Linked DNA regions of Gossypium hirsutum: region 1 is linked to region 2. Evidence: chromatin contacts called from public Hi-C data. All regions are on one chromosome and are shown on one strand. The core of a region is the stretch at or near the end of the contact, and the rest is flanking DNA. Distances in the headings are between cores, read along the strand shown. Region 1 holds the start of LOC107891644 (glucomannan 4-beta-mannosyltransferase 2). Region 2 has its middle 22 kb from the start of LOC121220857.

Evidence for each region. Hi-C and Micro-C count contacts between places; a contact is called where the count stands out from the background.
Region 1: a Hi-C map of leaf shows a contact between it and region 2, with 2.5 times the contacts expected there. The contact joins the promoter of LOC107891644 here to the enhancer-like site in region 2. A contact is called at or near these places in 14 of 34 Hi-C or Micro-C datasets (callus, fibers, hypocotyl and 3 more).

The regions. Positions count from the first base shown.
Region 1 is chrD09:37,443,627-37,449,531 of Gossypium_hirsutum_v2.1, forward strand. It overlaps LOC107891644 (glucomannan 4-beta-mannosyltransferase 2), which reads left to right and starts at 1,409. Exons shown (of 8, transcript XM_041100521.1): 1 at 1,409-2,103; 2 at 2,186-2,284; 3 at 2,429-2,681; 4 at 3,807-3,917; 5 at 4,139-4,389; 6 at 4,482-4,681; 7 at 4,765-4,980; 8 at 5,069-5,680. The coding sequence starts at 1,774. The coding sequence ends at 5,222.
Region 2 is chrD09:37,389,439-37,394,797 of Gossypium_hirsutum_v2.1, forward strand. No RefSeq gene overlaps it. Among protein-coding and RNA genes, the nearest start is that of LOC121220857, 22 kb to the left of the region's middle. Within about 2 kb of position 2,648, at least 4 of the 9 cell types and tissues checked have an H3K27ac peak or open chromatin away from gene starts, as enhancers often do. A contact at or near this core is called in hypocotyl and leaf, where this site is marked.

The sequences.
Region 1 (5,905 bases), core at 159-2,658, 53 kb after region 2:
GCCAGGTTATTCCAGAGCAATCATCGTTAGCTTTTGAAGACTTTTATCTAGGGGTTGCATATAGCTGTACATGCCCAAATACCATGAAAATGTCATTATTGTCGGTCCATTGGCTACTTGGTTACTCTCTCTTGTAACACGGCTGGATGGTGGTACACAAGTGACTCATTTTGAATCAATTGAATTGCAATCATACTATTCATCTCAAGCACAACCAGTATAATTTTCTTCATTTTAGTTGAATGAAGGTGGATTAAAGTCAATAAGAATGAATCAAAATTGATAAAATTCATTCATAATAAATAAAAGGTATATATATAGAATTTGGGTCCCAAATGAGATTTTATGAAATATATGAGGCAAAAAAGATTTGATTCAGCCATCATTGCCTAATAAGAAGAATCCACTCAAAGGGTAAGTGAGAAGGCAACAATTGGTTTAAGTAAATAAGTTAATATGGAAGAATAGTTACTTTGTTTGGCTCATGAAGTAAATGTTTTACCTCTTATTCTAAAATAGCATTTATAATTAGTAAAATCATGCCATATACTTAGTAAGTAACTAATTAAAGATCATTTTATTTGGCAACCTCTTAATTTATATAATATTTATGTTATAATTTCTTCTTTTTAAAGCACTAAGGAAAAAAATAAAATCTCTTTCCAATCATAACAAAAAAGAGTGAAAACTGAAGAATGATTTTGGGGATGGTGACTCATTAAAAGTGGGTGATTAGGTCTAATTATGGTTTTTAGTCCCTTAAGTCGATTCAATTTGAAATAATTTAGTTATAAAATTATGTGAAATTAAAATAGAAGGATGAAATTGTAAAGATTAGCAATGATAGAGGGAGTGAAATCAAGATTCCTAAAGAGGGAAAGGGGGAAACAAACTAATCCAGGTATTTAACTAATAATCTTGCCTGAAGAGGGAGTTTAAACCTTCCTCCTCCAACCTTCTCTTATTGGTACTTTGGGTTTTAACTTTTAGGTCAAGGCAGTTAATGCCAATTTTCCAAGGTGAAAGTGTTGAATGTTTTTGGCTTCTGCCACCCCACTCAATTGCTAAATGCCACATCATATCTTTAAAAAGTGAACAGTGTGTTCACATTCTTGGAAGGTTATTTCAGTAACTCAGTATGCCAAAAATGTCCTCTTTATGGTCATCAACACCAAGCTTGCTATGGTCTAATTTTGTCCTTAGTCCCTGCACTCTTTGGACTTTTTTAAATTTCAGGAATTGAAGGTAGATAAAATTCAGAAGTAGGAAGAAGTACAGAGAATTAAAACTTGGTTTTACAAAGTTGTTAGGTTGTCTGAACTAATAAAGGTCTCCATTCAGTCGTCTAGTTGGAACAGTTAATGTACTGAACTTTTATGGTGACCCCCCTAAAAAAAAAATGTATGTAACTCCAAAAGAAAATTAATAGGGGGAAGAGAGTAAAAATTAGGAGTCCCAAAAAAGGACCAAATGCGACTATAAAAAACACTTTCTATTTCTCTCTCTCATTATCTACCTATCCATCTATTGCCCTGTTTTCTTCCTCACACAGCCAGCCTCTCTCTCCTTTTTTGTTTCAAACAAAACGGAAGCTACATTGGGTGGCACATGTTTTGCGAGAGAGTAAAGAGGAGAGCAGTGGCAAATTTCATTTGGGTCTCTTAGTTTTCCATGTTATAAAAAAAAAAAGAAAAAAAACGCCATTGCCGACACCCGTTTTCTTGGTTTCTTTTTTTTTTTTTGTTCTACTAGTGAGTGGGAGAGAGGGAGGCGATGGCTCAAATTTCACCGAAGCTGCTGATCCCGGAGTCGTTTCAAGTGTCGAGAGATGACATCACGGGCCAACTGGGTTTGATTTGGGAGCTAATCAAAACGCCATTGATAGTTCCCTTGCTGCAACTGGGCGTCTACATTTGCTTGGCCATGTCCCTCATGCTCTTCATGGAGCGGGTCTACATGGGCATAGTCATTATCCTGGTTAAGCTTTTCTGGAAAAAACCAGAGAAGCGTTACAAATTTGAGCTCATTCAAGATGATGTGGAACTCGGTAGCTCTAATTTCCCCGTCGTTTTAATCCAAATCCCAATGTTCAATGAAAAAGAAGTCTGTTTTTTCTCCTCTCTTGTTCATTTTTGGTGTTTTTCATTTCTAGGTTTTTTGTTGTTGACGTTGGGTATTGGAACAGGTTTACAAGATCTCCATTGGAGCAGCTTGTGGACTTTCATGGCCGTCGGATCGTCTCGTGATCCAAGTACTTGATGATTCAACTGACCCTGCAATCAAGGTAAAAACCAATATCTTACCTAAAGTCAAAACCAGTCACTTTTAAAACAGTTCCCGATACCATTTTTGTGTCCTTAATTTCCTCACCCAAAAATGATAATGCAATTGAATCGCCATAATTACCCCCCCCCCCTTATGATTGCAGTTGATGGTTGAGCAAGAGTGCCAAAGATGGGCGAGCAAAGGCATCAACATAACGTACCAAATCAGGGAAAATAGAACGGGTTACAAGGCCGGAGCTTTGAAAGAAGGGTTAAAACGAAGCTACGTTAAACACTGCGAATACGTGGCCATTTTCGATGCTGATTTCAGGCCTGAACCCGATTTCCTTAGACGCAGCATCCCATTTCTGGTCAACAACCCTGACATTGCTCTGGTTCAAGCCCGGTGGAGATTTGGTAAGCACAAACTCTAAACCGTAACACAACCATATCCATAACCGCCTAATAACAGAAGACAACCAAAATTAATACATTAAATTTAATTACCATTTATAATTTTGGGTTAGCTTTGGTGCTTAAATTTCTCAGACTGTCGGTGGGCTTATTATCTTGGTTGCTCTGTTTAGGTCATTTTTATCTTTGTAATTGGGTTTTGGTTTTTTGTCGGCGGAATTGGTTGCAGACTGCATGGGAAGCTGGCCAAAGGGATGGGTCCACAAGAAGAACCCACCAATCACGGGGGTGTGGACCCTATTTGCCCTAAGCCACCCTTTCTTCATCATTGTTCATGGGACCCATCTTTGAGAATATGAAATAGTATCATAACACCTAATCAATTATATTAATGGTAGTACTAGTAAGCATATAAATATTTGGTTAGTTTAGTAATTATTACTTCCACAATTCCAATATGGATTTAAAATCTGCCCATCTTTTCTGTATGGGTTAGAGATTACTAATTTTTTTTGGGGCTAATAGAAAACATAGAGTTAATTTTCAATAGCATGTGACTTGCAAGGGTGGTTTCGTCATTTTCAAATAAAAAAGAACAAAAAACGGTGGGATTTTGCTCTTTTGATCAACGAACCAGATTGTACGGGTCACGTGGTCAAGAGCAAAGGTCCCCCAGTGGCCCTGGAGGTTAAATTTGTCATTTAGAACCAAATAACAGCCACTCCACTTTCCACGTGCCTTTTTAACTTTTTCAAGTAAAAAATTGGGTCCCAGCGTAAAGTTTAAGATGCGGGCAGTACTATATCCATATGCGGTGGACCTTACTCCATTTTGCCGACACTTGGATATTTTCTTAAAGTCGGATATTTTCCATTCTCTTTGAAATTAAAAAAATAGTAGTAATTGGATGCAAAGGAATTAATAAAATTATTATAAAAATAGGAGAGTCAGTTGCATAGATTTTGTATGCTCCCCTCGTGTTGTCACATTATCATTTGAGCCGAAAGAGGACAAAAAAAGTCTAGACGGCTTTATATTTTGTTAATTATGTTAATTACAAATATAATAATTTTTAAGACATTTAAATTAAATCCCATGATATTCATCGATGGTACATTGTTTTTGCAGTGAATGCTGACGAATGTTTGTTAACAAGAATGCAAGAGATGTCATTGGATTACCATTTCACAGTGGAGCAGGAAGTTGGATCAGCAACACATGCTTTCTTTGGTTTTAATGGTATACATATATGATGCATTAATTTGGTCTATCAGTCTGATGGTGACTTTGCCATGTATTAAAAAGAGAGAGGTGTGTTGGTGTTTGAAAGTGAGTGGAAACTAAGAAAATATATGTAGCATTGAATTGGACAAACTCAGAATTAGTGTCGGTTAAGATGTCGTTACTAAGTCATTTATTCATAAACGAGTGTAATGAATCACATAAAAAAATGAATGCAGGGACGGCTGGTATATGGAGAATTGCGGCCATTAATGAGGCAGGTGGGTGGAAGGATCGGACCACCGTGGAGGACATGGACCTGGCGGTCCGAGCGAGTCTCCGGGGATGGAAATTCGTTTACCTGGGTGACCTTCAGGTGAAAAGTGAACTTCCTAGTACTTTTAAGGCATTTCGATTCCAGCAGCATCGATGGTCTTGTGGCCCTGCTAATCTCTTCAGGAAAATGGTGTGGGAAATCATTCAAAACAAGGTTAGAACTTTTGCTGTAAACCATGCTGCAAAATTTCACTTCTTTTACATCTTCATAATGTTGATCGATTTGTTTCGAAATACGTGTTGCAGAAAGTGAAATTCTGGAAGAAAGTATACGTAATTTACAGCTTCTTCTTCGTCCGGAAGATCATTGCTCATATGGTCACCTTTTGCTTTTACTGCGTTGTTCTTCCGCTCACGATTTTGATCCCCGAAGTTTGGGTTCCTATTTGGGGAGCCGTCTATATTCCGTCAGTCATTACCATTCTAAACTCTGTAGGAACTCCAAGGTATGACAATGGTAGCATACTTTGTTCCCCTGCCTGTTTATTGCAATTGGCAAAAACTAAAATTTTTGCATGGTTTCTTGCAGATCAATCCACCTATTGTTTTACTGGATCCTGTTCGAGAACGTGATGTCGTTGCACCGGACAAAGGCGACGTTTATCGGTCTCCTAGAGGCAGGGAGAGCCAATGAATGGGTCGTGACCGAGAAACTCGGTGATGCTGTCAAGAAAGCAGCCGATGCTGCTAAGAACAAGAACAATGCCAAAGCACCAAGGAAGTTGAAATTCAAATTCACTGATAGGTAAACAACATAAATCATCATCACTCTTTAATAAAAATTGACACAAAAAGAATCCAACAGTGTGTGTATAATCATGCTGTATCAACAGGCTGAATACGTTGGAGCTCGGATTCGCAGCATTCCTTTTCCTATGCGGATGCTACGATTTCGTCCACGGGAAGAATAACTACTTCGTATACCTCTTCCTGCAAACCATTACCTTCTTTATCACAGGAATTGGATATGTTGGCACCATCATTTAAGTAAGCAAAGTGTATCAACTTGTCTGCTGCTGCTATCGTTTGACTGCAAATATCAGTCCCATCACTTATTTTTAGTTAAACAGAAATAGTTCATTCAATATATTCAGTACCCAAAAAAAAAAAAAAAAAAAGGCGTCATCGGTCGGTCCGTTGCCATGTCTCCCTCAAAGATCATTGCTGTTAAATGGAGAATTCACCAGAAAAGAACAAAAAAAAAGTGGTGTTATTGCCAATATATATTTATACAGAGTCAGGGCCTTGGGATAGTTTGCTTTGGACAATTTGCATGTAATTGTGAGATTTATTTTTTTTCTCTTTTGGTTTTCTTTATTTTTGAGTTTCCATTTGTTAGTTTTACTGAAGCTTTTTTTTTCAAGGGAATAAAGTGAGAAATAGTAGGGTGAACTTGTAATCACAGTTAATTTATCAAATTCAAGTATTTCCATGCTTTTTAATAATAATTAGATTGCTTTTCCAAGATCACAACTGTGGCAATAATTGCAGCATCATTCATAGAATAAAAAAAAACTAGAATTATCAACTTTCTCATTAGTCAACCAAGCCTTGATTTCACTCACCAACCTCTGTTTTGTGCGTGCATACATTCCCAGGATTTTTCTAATTTTTTGCATCATTAATGCAACTGGTAAACTATTTACAGATCCTGAAATCATTGATCCCAT
Region 2 (5,359 bases), core at 1,398-3,897:
ATTCTCGAGTTAAACGTATTGTAGGTTTAGCCCGAACGAGTAATCTCGATATAATGTCAGCTTATGTGAGCAATCCGATTATAATGTCAACTTGTGTGAGCAATCCGGTTATAACTTCAGCTTGTGTGAGCAACTCTAAAATACTATAAGCTTGTGTGAGCATTACACTCCCGTGCATTTGAGTCTGCTTTACTAAAGTTCTACCGGGCGGTTTTCAATTTTTTGAAAATATAAATTTAACCATTGAATGGAAAATGAAATGGTATTTGGCAATATTAGTGTATGGATGATTACATAACTTTGATTTGGGTTTGAATTATCTATGATTTGAGAAGGCATCTAATGCATTTGTTTGATGTTGGTATATGTATAGATATGTCACGATGTGCCAAAGGATAGTTAGAATGATTGCTTAATGGATCAGTTAATTATGCCTAAATGATCAAGGTATGTTCTAGTTTCCATTTGAACTTACTAAGCATCTTATATGTTTACCTAGTTTGTTTTCCCTTTTCCTTGTAGATTGTCACCTTGTGGAACACGTCAAGCCAGATCGTTTCGAAGCTCAGACTACCCTATCACCGGATTAGTACCTATTTGATCATTTTGAGTCAAAGAATGTGGCATGTATATAAGTGTTTTGGTGAAACATGTATCTATTTGAACTTGGCATATTAAAGATTGTGAAAAGAGGTAAAAGAATGGCATATTAAAGATTGTGAAAAGAGTTGATGTATGCATTGAAATGGTATGCTTGATGATTTTGCTTGAGGTATATGTTGATGAATGGTCAATTTTGTTCATGTTTAATGTCATAGAAGTGTTTATGAATGAATTGTGTATGAATTGAAAGTGAAATGGTATGTTTTGATAGATTTGGCATAGGTAAGGATAGGTATTTCTTGGTTGGCATGCCTTAATGACATTGAAATGCTTATGTTTAATTGATGTATATGGAGTAAATGTCTTGTTAAGAAGTTGAATTTGAGTGTTTTAATGTGTTTGGTATGTTACTGGTATGTTTTGAATCAATTGAAGTTGGTATTTGGTGAATATCTTGAAATGATTTGTTGGAAACTTTGGCATAAGTACCAAATTGTGCATTTTTGCCAAAAACAAGGCCCATGTCTCGATGAACAACCTACCTCGTTGCAATGTCAGTCGAAAGTAAGTGACATCATGACGTCGAGTGGCTTGAAGTCGTGACGTGACACACTATTTTGGCAACGTCACGATGTCAGCCCTGAACTTTTAAATCTTTGCAATTTGGTCATATTTTGTGCTCGGGTTAACAAAAGAGATTTTGTAAGCTTGATTAAGACTTGAAAATTGATTGTTTGACATTGGATTGCATGTGTAAATGATCATTTACTGTGTATTTGACTATAGTTGCTCCGGTAATGAATGTAGCATCCGGTAGCTCGAATTCAGTGATCGGGTCAGGCGAGGGGTGTTACAAATTAAATTAACATAATTAAGTGATAATATTATATGGTTATTTTATCTCTAATTAATTAAATTAATAAGAGATAAATAATAAATAATAAATAAAAGAGTTTAATTCTTGTAGAACATTCAAATGAAGAAGTTAAAATCTACTATAACTCTCTTCATTGACACTACAAAATGGGTCATCTCTAAGCCATTCAATATAAGTTGACAAGTTCAAAAAGTCAAGAGGATATTTGCAAAAATCTTTGGAAAAAAAATGAAGAACTTGAAAAAAAATCTAAAGGAAGTCGCAGTAGTTCTCAAGAAAAGCCACCTTTTGAAAGTTGTTGTTCGATCCAATTCAACTAAAGAAAGGAAGTCCGAACCCGTTTTCAAAATCAAGTCTCAACAACCCTTGAAGCAAACCATATCTTTCCAAGATCAAGTCAGACGACCATTAGATCGAAGTCAAACTGGAGAGAACAATCAAATGATTTCTTTGTATTTAAGAAACTTTCAGAGGTTGTAATTTTCTTTTCAATTTATCAATAAAATTTTACTATGAATTTTCAAGTCAAAATTCAACTTAAAATTTGTGTGACAAATATTTTAAAATTTATTAAAAGACAATGTTTAAAAAAAATTAAAAACATTTACTTTAATCCCCCACATATTATCATATTAATAAAATAAAAGTTTGATAGGGAAACACCTACTAAGCGAATAAATAGTTTCCCCCTATTTTAGTTATTAATTATTATATTTATGTAAGAAAAACTAATGTAATAAATTTATTCATAAAAAAACTAATTAACTCTAAGAATAATCATCAAACCCACACGAATCTCTTCTTATAATATATTTCAACATTAATATATGGTCACGGCCTAATTTCACTTATAGTCACTTCTCAACCCTTAAATAGGAGGATAATACGCTTCGACACACTTGAGTTATCATCCTCCTACACTAACAATAATACCGATATCAATCAAATTAAAACTCAATCAACTTTTCTTATAACATATAATCTTTGATTAAAGCAGTTAAATGGTAGAGGTGGCGGACTTGCCGCTGCCGAAATTAGGCATACTTGGTTCGGCAAAAACTAAAAGCATAAATATGGTCACGGCCTAACTTCACTTAACTTAGCCCAATCCCAACTCATACCGCAACATAACCACCCACCCAACTGGCTTTTGTTTGTCCAAATTTTCAATGGACCAGATCTTAGACCCAAACATATATGGTAATGAAAGAGAGTGAAAGCCGGGGGGAGTTTGCCAAGGAGTCTGTCCAAATATGTTAAGTTGATGGGTTGTTGGTTTTTATATCAAAAATACTTTAATTAAAATTTTCTCCAAACCCAACTTCCCCAAAACTCAAATAAATATACTCATTATTCAAAACTCAAACCCTACCGAGCCATGTTAATCGAATTGAAATAAAATAATGCAACAGAGTACTCAATTGAGCACATGATGTAATAGGAGACATCATAGCTTAGAAATTTCATCCTTACGAATTTTATAAAAACTAAGACCTTAACATATACATGAATTTGAACTATTATTTTTATTAATTTTTTATATATAAATTATTAAACTATTGATTTTTGTTGAACCATTAATTTTCTTTAAAAAAAAGCAAAGAGTAATAAATTTTAGAACAGTAATTACATCAATATCATATTGTAAATTATTCAGAACGAAAGTATAAATTTGTTGGGGAGGAGGAGCAAACTCATGGAGATCCAATTGATAGTCAAACATTTTACCCGCTAAGGCATTAGCCACTCCATTAGCGTCTCTGTAAATATGCTCGATGCGAATCACCCCTGCTCAAGCGCAAAGCTCTTTTATTCTGCATATCAATACCCTGTTCATTACGCCTTTATAGTCACCATTGATTACTTGAACTACAATTAAACAATCACATTCCAAGACAACCATTTTTCACCCTTTAGACCAAAGCAGTTTAAGTCTATTATACATTGCTCAAAGTTTTGCTTGTTTATCACTACATTTCCCAATATTGCAACCATAGCCAAATATCCATCTGTCATGGTCGTCTCTAGCAATCCCAACTAAACAGGTAAGTCTATGAGGTTTCCTTGCGTCGTATGTGTTCATTTTGATGCAACCAGCTATTGGTAGCTGCCAAGTGCTTGGTCTGATTCGGTTTTTAACCTTGACCATTGGTTCTCTATTAGCTTTAACATTCACAGCCCAATTCTAAGCCGATCCCACAAGCATACAAGAGTTATGAGAAAAAAATTCCAAAAATAAAAGAATTCCTTCATTTCCATACAAACCAATATGGTATATCGAAGAGGATATTCCAATTAACATGAATTGCAAATTCAATTTAGATTAACATTCACCCAAGATAAAAGTGACGGGGAGAAAAATCTGGAGTAAATTAAATTTGAAATGAACTACTTCCATACTTTCTGAGCTTTGGGACACTCGCAAAGTATACGAAGAATATTTCCTTCTGCACATCCACAAAAACAGCAACCAGCGTCATCCACAAAATAATCAAAAAAGCTCTAACATATGTATAATGCAGCAGATTGGCACCCAAAAATAATGTACAAGTGGAATGTGCCAATGTGGTGATGAAAAATGAAAATGGTAAAACCCTAAAAACATGGAAGTCTTAATAAGTTAGCATGTGATGGATTTACCAATTCGATAGGTACAGCTTTTTGGTTGCTGTCAAATCTCTTGTGTGTGTGTGTGTTTTTTTTAAACTACTAATTGACATTAACACATGACAGCTTTCTGTCATGTTTTTCTTTCCCAAATTAATCAAGATTTTTGCACTTCTAGGAATTTACTAATATTTCTGTTTTTTTACTAATATTATATGTCTAGGAATTAGGAACTTGGCATCTTACTAGTATTTTTTTCTTTGAAAAAACAAGGGTGTTAAGGGACAACAAAATCATGCCAAATCCTATCTCTAATATTAATGGATTCAGTACTGGTGTTCTTCAATTTTTGGCTTCAATTCTAACGAAAGGATAATGACACAAGAAGACGAATTGGATTTGCATTTCATCAATAAATTTGAAAATTGAGTTTAATAAATAATATTAATAGTTGAGATTGTAAGATACATTGTACGTTTAAGGAGAAAACATAGATTCAAACTTTAAAGATAATATTGTTGAAAGGAGTAGCCACAAACTCTAAACATGCACAGTAAAACAAACATGCAAAATATAAAAAATACTTTTAAGTAGATGCCAATGAATCTGATTAGGTCTACATGTAACATCACTTGCATTGATTAAACTTGATTTGGTTCAGAATATAAGTTTTAAAAATTACCTGAGCTAAATAAAAAAAATGAATTTTAAATTTTGTTCAAATTCATCTATATTTGTATATGGTTAATCCAAACTTATTTTTAAGTTTATCTATATTATTTTATAATTTTTAAAATAATATATTTATTTAGAATTTAGTAATTGTATATATATTAATTAATTCTTTTTTAAACATAAATAAAATCATATATCTTAATATTTACTTTATAGTATTATATATATTTCATACAAATATATAATTTTTATATGATATAAATTAGATAATATATATATAAGAACAAACAAAAGAATAATGCATTATAGAATTAAAAAGGTTGAGCTGGCTTGGGTCTTAAATATTGGAGCTCAAACTTACCCATTTGTAGACGAGCCTATTTTTGCCCAAGCCATTTTTTGGACTTAATATTTTTTTTTTAAATCTTCTCAAATCAAATGAGCCTTTGAGTTTGAACATATAATTTCATGTTTGGATATGTCTAGTTTCAAGTAATACAAATATATAATTTTTATATGATATAAATTACATAATCTATATAAGAACAAATGAAAGAATAACGCATTATAAAATTAAAAAGGTTAAACTGGGCTTGG